Regions from separate parts of the Mus musculus genome. Here regions 2 and 3 are each linked to region 1. A link is a contact called in public HiChIP or PLAC-seq data. All regions are on one chromosome and are shown on one strand. The core of a region is the stretch at or near the end of the contact, and the rest is flanking DNA. Distances in the headings are between cores, read along the strand shown. Region 1 has its middle 31 kb from the start of Gm41208. Region 2 overlaps Fndc3a (fibronectin type III domain containing 3A). Region 3 overlaps Fndc3a (fibronectin type III domain containing 3A).

What was found. HiChIP or PLAC-seq counts read pairs in DNA pulled down with a chosen protein or histone mark.
Region 2: a contact with region 1 is called in a CTCF HiChIP or PLAC-seq map of the NIH/3T3 cell line, with 10 read pairs. The contact joins two enhancer-like sites. A contact is called at or near these places in 1 of 15 datasets of contacts at CTCF or cohesin (the NIH/3T3 cell line), 3 of 484 Hi-C or Micro-C datasets (bone marrow-derived macrophages and cortical neurons) and 3 of 115 datasets of contacts at active chromatin or transcription factors (extraembryonic endoderm stem cells, fibro-adipogenic progenitors and heart atrium).
Region 3: a contact with region 1 is called in an H3K4me3 HiChIP or PLAC-seq map of bone marrow-derived macrophages, with 7 times the contacts expected there. The contact joins two enhancer-like sites. A contact is called at or near these places in 4 of 15 datasets of contacts at CTCF or cohesin (CD8 T cells, the NIH/3T3 cell line, embryonic stem cells and 1 more), 12 of 484 Hi-C or Micro-C datasets (the Ba/F3 cell line, Th2 cells, bone marrow-derived macrophages and 6 more), 3 of 115 datasets of contacts at active chromatin or transcription factors (CD8 T cells, bone marrow-derived macrophages and embryonic hindbrain) and 2 of 9 other capture datasets (adipose tissue and bone marrow-derived macrophages).

Annotation. Positions count from the first base shown.
Region 1 is chr14:72,981,288-72,984,536 of GRCm38.p6, forward strand. No RefSeq gene overlaps it. Among named protein-coding and RNA genes, the nearest start is that of Gm41208, 31 kb to the right of the region's middle. Within about 2 kb of position 1,809, at least 152 of the 459 cell types and tissues checked have an H3K27ac peak or open chromatin away from gene starts, as enhancers often do. A contact at or near this core is called in the NIH/3T3 cell line and bone marrow-derived macrophages, where this site is marked.
Region 2 is chr14:72,632,442-72,635,690 of GRCm38.p6, forward strand. The region is part of intron 3 of Fndc3a (fibronectin type III domain containing 3A); the gene reads right to left. Among named protein-coding and RNA genes, the nearest start is that of Fndc3a, 76 kb to the right of the region's middle. Within about 2 kb of position 1,695, at least 13 of the 459 cell types and tissues checked have an H3K27ac peak or open chromatin away from gene starts, as enhancers often do. A contact at or near this core is called in the NIH/3T3 cell line, where this site is marked.
Region 3 is chr14:72,683,376-72,686,624 of GRCm38.p6, forward strand. Fndc3a (fibronectin type III domain containing 3A) reads right to left here. Exons shown (of 26, transcript NM_207636.2): 2 at 259-396. The coding sequence starts at 357. Among named protein-coding and RNA genes, the nearest start is that of Fndc3a, 25 kb to the right of the region's middle. Within about 2 kb of position 1,661, at least 34 of the 459 cell types and tissues checked have an H3K27ac peak or open chromatin away from gene starts, as enhancers often do. A contact at or near this core is called in bone marrow-derived macrophages, where this site is marked.

The DNA of each region.
Region 1 (3,249 bases), core at 559-3,058:
ATATTTTAAAGCCTTGGGGGTGGCAGAAATCAACACTGAAACAGGAGTTAGAGACTTCTGGCAATTAGTAACAATAAAATAGAAAGGGAGAGAGGGGGCGAGGGAGAGAGAGAGGGGGACAGGGAGAGAGGGGGGAGGGAGAGAGAGGGGGGAGGGAGAGAGAGGGGGAGAGGGAGAGAGAGAGAGGTGGACTGTAGCTCTCCCACTCCCCACAGGAATCCTCAACCACAACTCTAATCTAGGACAATACACCAAAAGGTTAACATGTGATAAAGCTGGGTGACAGAGAGCTGGCGTTTACCGTGCTATTTTATTCCCTCTGGCTTCCTAGAAGCAGAAAAATCTATCGACAATATTCATTTGAGACCTCTAGAGACACAGGAATGAAAATGTGCATTTTGCTTTGCCTTTGTAGGAAGCATGAGATGGGGGACAGAGGAGGGCACGGGGAGGGATCTCGGCAGAGGGCAAATGCTGGTTGCAATGAGACGAGCTTGCTGCAGGACTTTGTACCTGTAGAGGACTCTAAGCCATTGTTCTGAGCGTGGTGTTGACACTATAACACTGTATCCGTGTGGGTTTGGAAATGAGTGCATCCATGTTTGTGAAGGTTTGGAAGAGCTAGGGCAAGCTGGAGTCATGACATCACAGGAAAACAAATGGCCTGGAAGTTTATTGTGGCCAATGCAAACCTGTGTGGGCTGTCACCCTCTTAGGGGAAATTCTAGCTATTGCTTAGCACTGGAGGAAATACTGCAATGGTACCTGTGTGTGTGGTAGTGGTGGTCTGTGTGGGAGGGAGTCCTCTCTTCATGTCACCTTTATATACACAGGGACTTCCAGGTGAGCAGCCACAGGCCCCTGAGCAAGCTGAGAAGGTAATATCCCACACTGTTCTTTGAACAGCTTCAGCAACGGTAAGTGTATCCCAGACTTTTATCCTGTCTCAGAGCTCATGGGTCAGCTCCCAAGGGTTGTGACCTGAAGCCAGTACTTCAAGAGCCTGCTCCTGCTTTAAATACAAATTACATGGCTTGGAGTTCCCCTCCATCTTCCCTGAAAGCAAACAGAATGAAAAGATATCTAATCTAAGAATCTTTTCATTCATGAGCACCCTTTTGCACCTAGCACTGGGCAGAAATGAGGAGCCAGGGACAAAATAAGGGGTTGGAGGGTCAGCTTGGATCTTTGGGGAATGTCAGGTCAACAAACAGGTGAAGTGTCAGAAGAAAAGTACTTGGTGGTGATTCTTACAGCATCCTCTGGGTCTGAAGAGACCGTGTAGACCTCTGCCAGTATGTTTGGCACAGAAGCCAAAGTCTAGGTTGAATTGAAAGGGCAAATGTGTCATGGTGACTAGTGGCCAAGGGGGCACACACAAATCCTTGGAGTACAAGAAATTACAATGGCCCTCTTATTTTGAGGAGGCACCCTCAAGATAATAAAAGGGCACTGTTATTTATCCTCTGGTGCCCCCATCTTCTGTGCAACCTCGGCACTGGTAGCCTTCAGGCCAGCCCATAATGCTGCCCCACTGCAGCTTAATTAGAGCATCAAAACGTACAGGAGGAGATGAAGCAAAGAAGGCTGGGACACGTGCACAAATCCTGCTGACCACCTTGGATTTCTTCCTGTTACCATAGCTCTGGTAGACTGCAGAGATTTGAATCTTGGATATGGAATCGAACTCCAGCTTTAGGCAAGTTAATCTCTGAAAGCCTCCAATTCCCTGGTTGTCAAATGGGGATATGAATCACCGCTGCCAGGCAGTGGAGTTGGCAGGGTGAGAGAGACAGCGTGGAAGGCAGACAGGGTTCTGCAGAGTCAGTGCTTAAGGAAATGTTACCGCTGTTGTTCAGCTCTCCTGCGGTGCTATGCCCTCTGTCCTCTGCATATCATCAATAGTCACACTGCACTGACAGTCTCTTTCCCTAGTCGGTGTTATGAACAGAGAAAGTGTGATGAGTGCTATTTGCTTAGTTCTCCCTAGAAATTCTAACACCAGGTTATTGTTCCTTCCTACCCGCCCACCCATTACTAATTGCGAAACCCATCATGGTCACCGTAGGCTTTTGTGCACGGGAGAATCGTGACTATACGAGTCTTCTTTATCTAGGGACGTGATTTATCATAAAGACTTAAGTAGTTTATAAGCTTTTGTGTCTTCATTTGTCAGCAGCCCTAATTCTCTTATTTCCGTGGAAATTGCTCTCAGGCTTCCAGATCTGTCTTTCTGCTCTGGCCCCAGGGATGTTATATTTCACTGGCCGTTGAAATCAGTGCCTGTCATTTTCCAGGCTGACGCTGCTCACTGGGTGAGTCAGTTGTTTGGGTATGAACAGCAAAGCCTCGGATGCAGCTGCCAAAAGGGTGTGTTTGCCTTCACTTCCGGGGACTCTCTCTCAGCTGCCACCTAGTGGTGAGTTTTATGCCGGTAAAACATGGCTCGGGAGAAGCCATTCATAAACATTCCTGGTAATGAGACCCTCTGACGCTGGGAGTCATGCCAATGTCAGCGCGATAAATATTTATTCATCTTTGTAAATGACTCCACATGATTCGGAGATACTGGTGGCTGCTTTGGAAAGAAATTCCATGTTATCGTTCTCAAATAAGAATTGTAGAATTTTTCCAAATGTAGTAATAGTTCTTTTCTTCAAAATGTACCCCAGCAGAGAAAGAATTAGGCTGACACCAAGGGGGTGAGAGTATTGTTAATATTAGCTCAGCCTTTAGAATGTGCCAAACTCTAGTCTAAATAATTACACTATCCCATTTACTGCATTTCAGTCCTGACGTATCTGCAATAATATCAAAGTAATTATCTTTCTAGGCTGCTATCGTTGCTGTGGTTGTTATTCTGCAAGTGAGATAATTAAGGTTTAGAAGAGTCTAAAGTCATTTAACTGACAAGGGACAGGACTGGAATTCTAACCAAGCTACCTGACATCGGCATGTTCTTGACTCTTCCCATCATAATGGATGCTCTTTGCGTCTGTGTTCCTTCGTGATTCCAGCATCGGCTCATCTTCCAAACATCTATGAAGTCCCAGGATTGGCCCCATTGGTCCGATGTGATCTCTGCTGGCTGCCTTCCTTTTATGAAGGACTTATATACTCGAGGAGAGGACAAAGAAAAGCAAAACAAGAAGTTTTTGTGTGCGTTGATGCTACACTGAGATGAGCTCCTAGAGCTAAGAGTCATGTGGAGCAAACAGGTTTGATCCCCTGGAGAGGGGACCAATTATT
Region 2 (3,249 bases), core at 445-2,944, 350 kb before region 1:
TAAATAATAATAAATATTCTTTCCTCAGCATTCCTTTAGAGAATGGCCTGGTTAAGAGAATAAACTCTGATGATGAGGATGACTGATGACGACGAATAATTTTTAAAAATCCCCTTTCATCAATTCAATGAGGCTCACTCTCAAACTTTTCCAGATTGAGAAAAATCCTTAATAGCTAAAGATCCTATGGCTTTGAGGTGGCTATCCATCCTCCTCATTGCCAGAATTCTTTAAGCTGGCTCTATATAAAATACAAAACAGACATTTTTTTGCCCACCTTAATTCACAGAAAATGTACGGTTATCAATTTATAAACTTGTTATATTTCTCTTTTTCTTCCTTTTCTCTTCGTTCCCACTGGTCACCAGTTTTTTCTGCACCCAAAATACTGTCTAGTGCATCTCCCCCAGCCCCTTTGGGGTAAGTGGAGGGTCTAAATTTAAAGAAAAAAGTCTAAATATTTCTTAAAAATCTATTTTTAAAAGTTACATTTAGCTGGCTTTTGATTTATACAATCAAAGTTGCCAAAATTATCAAATAATGTAGGAAAAAAGAAAACTTAAAATTTTATCAAATGAAGCAAACATGCCCAAATTATTTTCTATGCATCTATGTTCATCAAAGCAATGTTTTCTCAGCTCCTAAAGAGATAATTCCGTTTATTACTTTAATAATTCATAATCATCCTAATTTCAATTACACCAAGATTCTAACTAAAGGTTTTAACCTTCCATTTTCTAGAGGGAGAAGGTAGAGGGCAGGAGTAAGCCTGTGACCTTCCTCTAGGAAGCACATCATGCCGCAGAGTCCCTGGTCTGGCTGAGGTCCCCCTGGAACTCATAGGTCCCTTCCTGCTTTCTCAATCACAGCACTGTTTCATGCAATTCCTTAATGTTCTTTTTATTAGCGGTCTACTAACCTCGTGGGGGCATGGGGATGAATTCTATGCTGCTCACCAATCTTTTAGATAGTGAATACACATACTTAGCAATAATTATTTAAATTAAGTGAATTTAAAAAACAACCTCTGGGTCATATTTCAAGACTTACTAATTTATTCAATTCAGTATTTCCTGTAATCTACAACAATTATAAAATGCAATCAATATTTAGGTCCCTGAAAGAATGACTATTACAAGTATGTTCTCTCTACCACCATGGCTGAATTTTAATGCTATTTTCTAACGTTTTCAGTTGAAAAAGAGGCTTTTAAGCTTGCAGTTAGAGAAAGGCACCTTCTAAGTATACCCCATGCACAGATTGTACAAATGGAGGAAGAAGCTAAGCACTAATGTGTAAGAGGTATCATCTATTTCCTGACTGTGGATGTCATGTGACCAGCTGCCTCCAGCTCCTGCTGCTGGACTTTGCTGCCATGCTGGCCTGAAAGAATTCTGCTCCAAGCTGCTGCTGTCACAGGACTTCATCACAACAGGGGAAGCAACGAAGACAGTCTCTCAACAGTTGCCTTCTATGATATATTTTTATTGAAATATTTCTTAAAAACCCATTCAGAATTGTGTATAGTTCCTAAAGTATCTTTTTTTCTAAAGAGCTGCAACCAGCTACTATAAATCAGAAATCCTAGTCACTGATTCATCATGTGAATCAGTTAATTATGTAAACTCCAGCCAATGGACAAGAGTTCTTAAGAAAGAGGGTGAGTATCTTACACGCCTATTTCTTTTCCTGTCCTTTTTCATTCTGTGTGGGACAGGACAGTGTGCAACCTTGACTAGAGCAATCTCCTAAGTATGACATAGAGCATAGAGACTCTACCTAACTACTGCCTATCTCTAGGTCAATTTTTATGAGAGGGGGAAAAACAAAGTTCATACTATTTGTCTTGGCTTTCTATTGTTATGTCACAATGACCACAAAGACATATTAGTCGCTCACAGTTGTGAGATTCAGAATCTGGCCTGTGTGACTGGTTTCTCTGGCCAAGGTCCCACAAGATGAAAACCAAAGTGGTAGACAGATTGTATTCTTATCTGGAGGTTGATGTACTTTTCCAAGCTCCTCTGGCATGGAAGAACTCGATCTTAGAATTATAAGCAAAAGGGTACCATGTCCTCCTGACTACCATCTGAGGCCACAACTCCTTGAACACACTCAAAGTCTGTTTCCGGTCCACATTTCCATGTTCAAGGCCAGCACACAAACTCTTGGACTTGTAGAATGCCTTGCTGTGCTCTGATGTTCTCCTGGAAGAGGCCTGTCCCTTTAAAAAGCTCACATGACCAGGTAAGATTCGTCCTGATTTCTTAAGTCAACTGTATACAGAGAATAAGCCAGAGAAACAAAATTCATCAAAGTAAGTTTGAAAAATTATATAGGATTTATACAAAAGGGGCAATGACCTTGGACTATCTTTGAATTCTGTAACATTACTTCAGGTCTCTGCTACTTTAAAAGATTATTTAAATGAAATTATATACATATTATATATATAATATGTATTTTTAACAATTGCAATGTTCAGTAGTAACTATAATTACATTGCTGTGTAACCACCACCTCCAGCCATCTTTGGAGCTGAACTATGAACTCACCGAGGAACCATCCTCTACTTTCCTTTCCCCAGGCCCCGACAACCACCACCACACACATGTCTCTATGACTATGTCTACTCCCAGTACCGCAGTGGAATCATTTGGCATTTATTTGCCCTTTTATGACTGGCTTATTTAACTTAACTGCTATGTATCATTGCATCTGATGCCCATACACATAAAAAGACTGAGGACTTCCAATAGGAGAAAAAACAGAAAATATAAACGCTATTAACATTATTCATTAAAAGTAACTGATTCTGGTTGTCTATATTTTGCTTTTAAACATAACTCGCGATGTTACCCTAATTCAACTGTATACTCTATAGTTTCTTTTGAAAAGTAACATTCACATAGGTCTCTAGGAGAATGAGGACTATTTCAGAATGTACTCCGGGAGAATTACTAAATAGAAAAAGGGGGGTGGAGCTGCATTTATGAATGGACCATCTGCTTGATTCACTTCATATATGAGACTAAGTTTCAAAACTAGTATACTGAGTCACTCTAATAGTACTAATATTTTCCTCAATAAGGGAAATTCTTACAGGTTAATGTTTTAATAGAATTAGGTGACTTCCAGTGGCGAAGAAATATCTACCTGCATTTTAGGGCATTTCCCAGGATAGTTCAGATTTTCTAAGCAATGCATAAAGAACAAAACCCAAGAGTTTACTTTGGCAAATGAAGTTAC
Region 3 (3,249 bases), core at 411-2,910, 300 kb before region 1:
CTGTGATTAGTGTGGGGGAAAATAAAACCTTACAGGACTTCCATCTGACCCTGAAAAGCAAGTCAGCAAAAAGAAGGTGAAGCTTAAGAAGGTGTGTGAGCACATATGAAAACAAAAACCAAGACAAAACTTTCCTAGGGGAAAGCAAAAACAAAAGCCTACTTCTACTGGTTATTCAATAGCAAAGACAGCAGCCCTTTAGGCTAAAAAATCCACAATGACAAAGACATGAGGTAAAACATATTTCTGTTTCCTTACCTGTTGTGTTCCATCTGCACTTACAATAGGGGCAGACAGAAGAGAGATGTCGCTACTTAAAATCTGAGCTGTGTCTAGCAAAGGCGGGTGTTCTGCCATTATCAATAAGGCATCAATATACCGGAAAGCCCTCCAACTCTGCAAAACAAAAAGACATAACCACTGAAGTATACATCCAGAAAATACATTAAAATACAATCAGGAATTGCCTCACTAACAAACAAACTGTCCAAGGAAGACCAAAAAGATCACCTGACTTCTTTTTCAATCAACTACTTGGGAAAATGTATTTCATACAACCCAACCAAGGTAACTATTAGTTATCCTCAACCTAACGCTAATACCAGAAGCTCTATTTACACTTTCTGCATCTCCATCCTTCCATTCCTAGATAGGGAATTTAATTTACTCATCACTATTCAATCTACATCCTGAAAGACATCAAGCTGCAATGGCTGAATGAGGTAACCGTACCTCTGACACTTTTCTTTGAGCTGACAAGGTAAAATTACAAAGGCTCAATCTCCCTCATCGTCCTGTTTGCCTTGAGGCACTATACAAAAAGAATCATGATTTTCTACTGAATCCTCACACAAAGTAACACAGTTTAAGGGGGAGGGGGGAGTTGTTCAGGATCAGGGCAAGAGCCTTCAAATTTTAAGTTTTAAGCTCTTCCAGTATCCATTCATCTGCTCTGAGAACAACTGTACAGCACAATGAATCTTATGTGAATGAAAGGGTGTACTAGCACTCATACGGCAAGGTGGGATGGTAGGATTAGTTTATACTGCATGAACCAATAAACATCAGCAAACTGAGCAAAATGACCACAGTCACACGTGCTACTAAGTCGACGCTGAGCTTTATGGAGTCATTTCTGGATGCCTGTCACATTCACCAAGTCAGTGCTAAGGGACAAGACATTCAATTTTCAAAGATGAAATTCACACTATTTTAAAATGTTGAATCTGCATAGAAACTCCCATAGAAGTTGACTCAACTTGACAACAATTTTCTGTTTAGCTGTATTAGAAAGTGCTGAGACTCTTAAAATGCATTCAACACAGGTACTTATTGATGATTTCACACTAAAAATGGCAATAGAGAACACTGTATATGATTAGCTGACTCATGGAAAGGCACACCACTTAGACAGTGTTTATACTACATACACATGCATATGAACACATTAACTTCTGCCATAATGTACATTACTAAACTATTAAAAGACTGACAAAACGTAATACTGTGAATCACATCAAATAATTTCTCTGTGGAATTTACAAAGAATTTTAAGGCGGCAAAGAATCTTTATGTTATTTTGACTCTTGCAAATCTCACAATTTTATTATGTAAGAGCAGACACTTTCAGGAAGTAAACTCCCAATTAAAGAGAGTGTGTAAGTACTTCATTTTTGTTCCCCGCTTCCTCTTTCTTTTTCTTCCTTCACCCCTCCCTCCCCCTTCTCCTTGTTATAATAGCAATGAACTTGTATTTCATTAACAGACAGCCTCTCGGTGTCATGCAGGTAGACTCCAACCCTCCTCTGCTATGGTCCCCTGGGTCCACAAGGCCACAAGCTCCTCCTCCTCCTCACTGCACTCATTTCTCTTCTCTTTTTCCTTTTTGTGTGTGTGTGGACTGAGGACTGAGTTACACCACAGACAACTGAAGGAATTCAAAGTACCAATAAACAAAATATTCTCAAAATCATATATTGGTTTGGAAAATTAATTTGAACTTGGAATGGCATATGACTGGGTGGGCACCCTTAGGAGGAGAAAACCTGTCTAAGACTGACTATGTCAAGTGGCATTGAAACTAACAAAATAGCAATCAGTAACTAACAAAGTCCTACAATCATTTTGAAAAAACTCTTCTAGAATCTATCAAAGTTTGTTTCTCATGCTAGGGTTTGAAGCCAGGCCAAGTGAGGCAGGCACTACCACTTAGATCCACAGTCCTATCTACCAAAGCTGGGCACATACATGTAGTGGATGCTGTTTATGCTCTGACCACAAAGACTCACAACAGATGCCCAAAAGTAATGCATGCACTTATTGAAATATAAGTGGACCAACACACATGTAAGTATATGAGTTTGTAGCAACTTGATTTAATAGTCCTTTAAAACCAGAGACAACCTAATGCCCCTTAGAAATCAACCAATCTATTCAATAACTATATAAACCAAAGAAAATAATAAACTGTCAATTCAGAGAACAGGGAGTAAAATTTCTCAAATACAATGTGAGTGAAAAACAAAGAGAATACATACTGTTCAACTTTGAAGAAAGCTCAAACACAATTTATTGTTAAATCAACACACTGGTTGCCTCTGGGGAGTTAAAGATGGGGGCAGGTAACAGTTTCTGGGATGCTGACTCTGCTCTGTGACTTGACCCAGGAGCTGTTAAATGGACCACAACTACTAAATTGTAAACACTACATGTTCATCTTTCATGTACTGTTCTGTACATTTTTTCAATACAATAATCTTTGAAAGTTAAAGACCACATCATCTCAAACTGTCTAGTAAAACCATTCAATAAATTCAATACTCATTCATGAAAAAGATAAAAACTGAAAGCAAAAAAAATAAAGACTATATATAAAAAACCACAGGGAAGATTATATGTAATAACTAAGCCTGGAAGTTTTTCTTCAAGATCAGGAAAAGACAAGAATGCCCATTTCTATAAATACTTATTTCAAATATTTCCCTTATTATATTGCTATTATACTTATTATATATAGTTCTGTTTCACAAAGGCAACTTCTTTCAAGTTATTTCATATACTTTGACCATATATATTTATTCCCTATACTGTCTCGACTTACACTTCCTCCTTTTCCCACAGGTATTCTAACTCTTCCTCTCCATGTGTCTCTTCTGCTTTCATGCCGTTCACTCATGCATGTGTGTTCACATACATGGTAGATACATATCACATACATAGTAATAAATATATGTTTTGTTGTTCTAGATC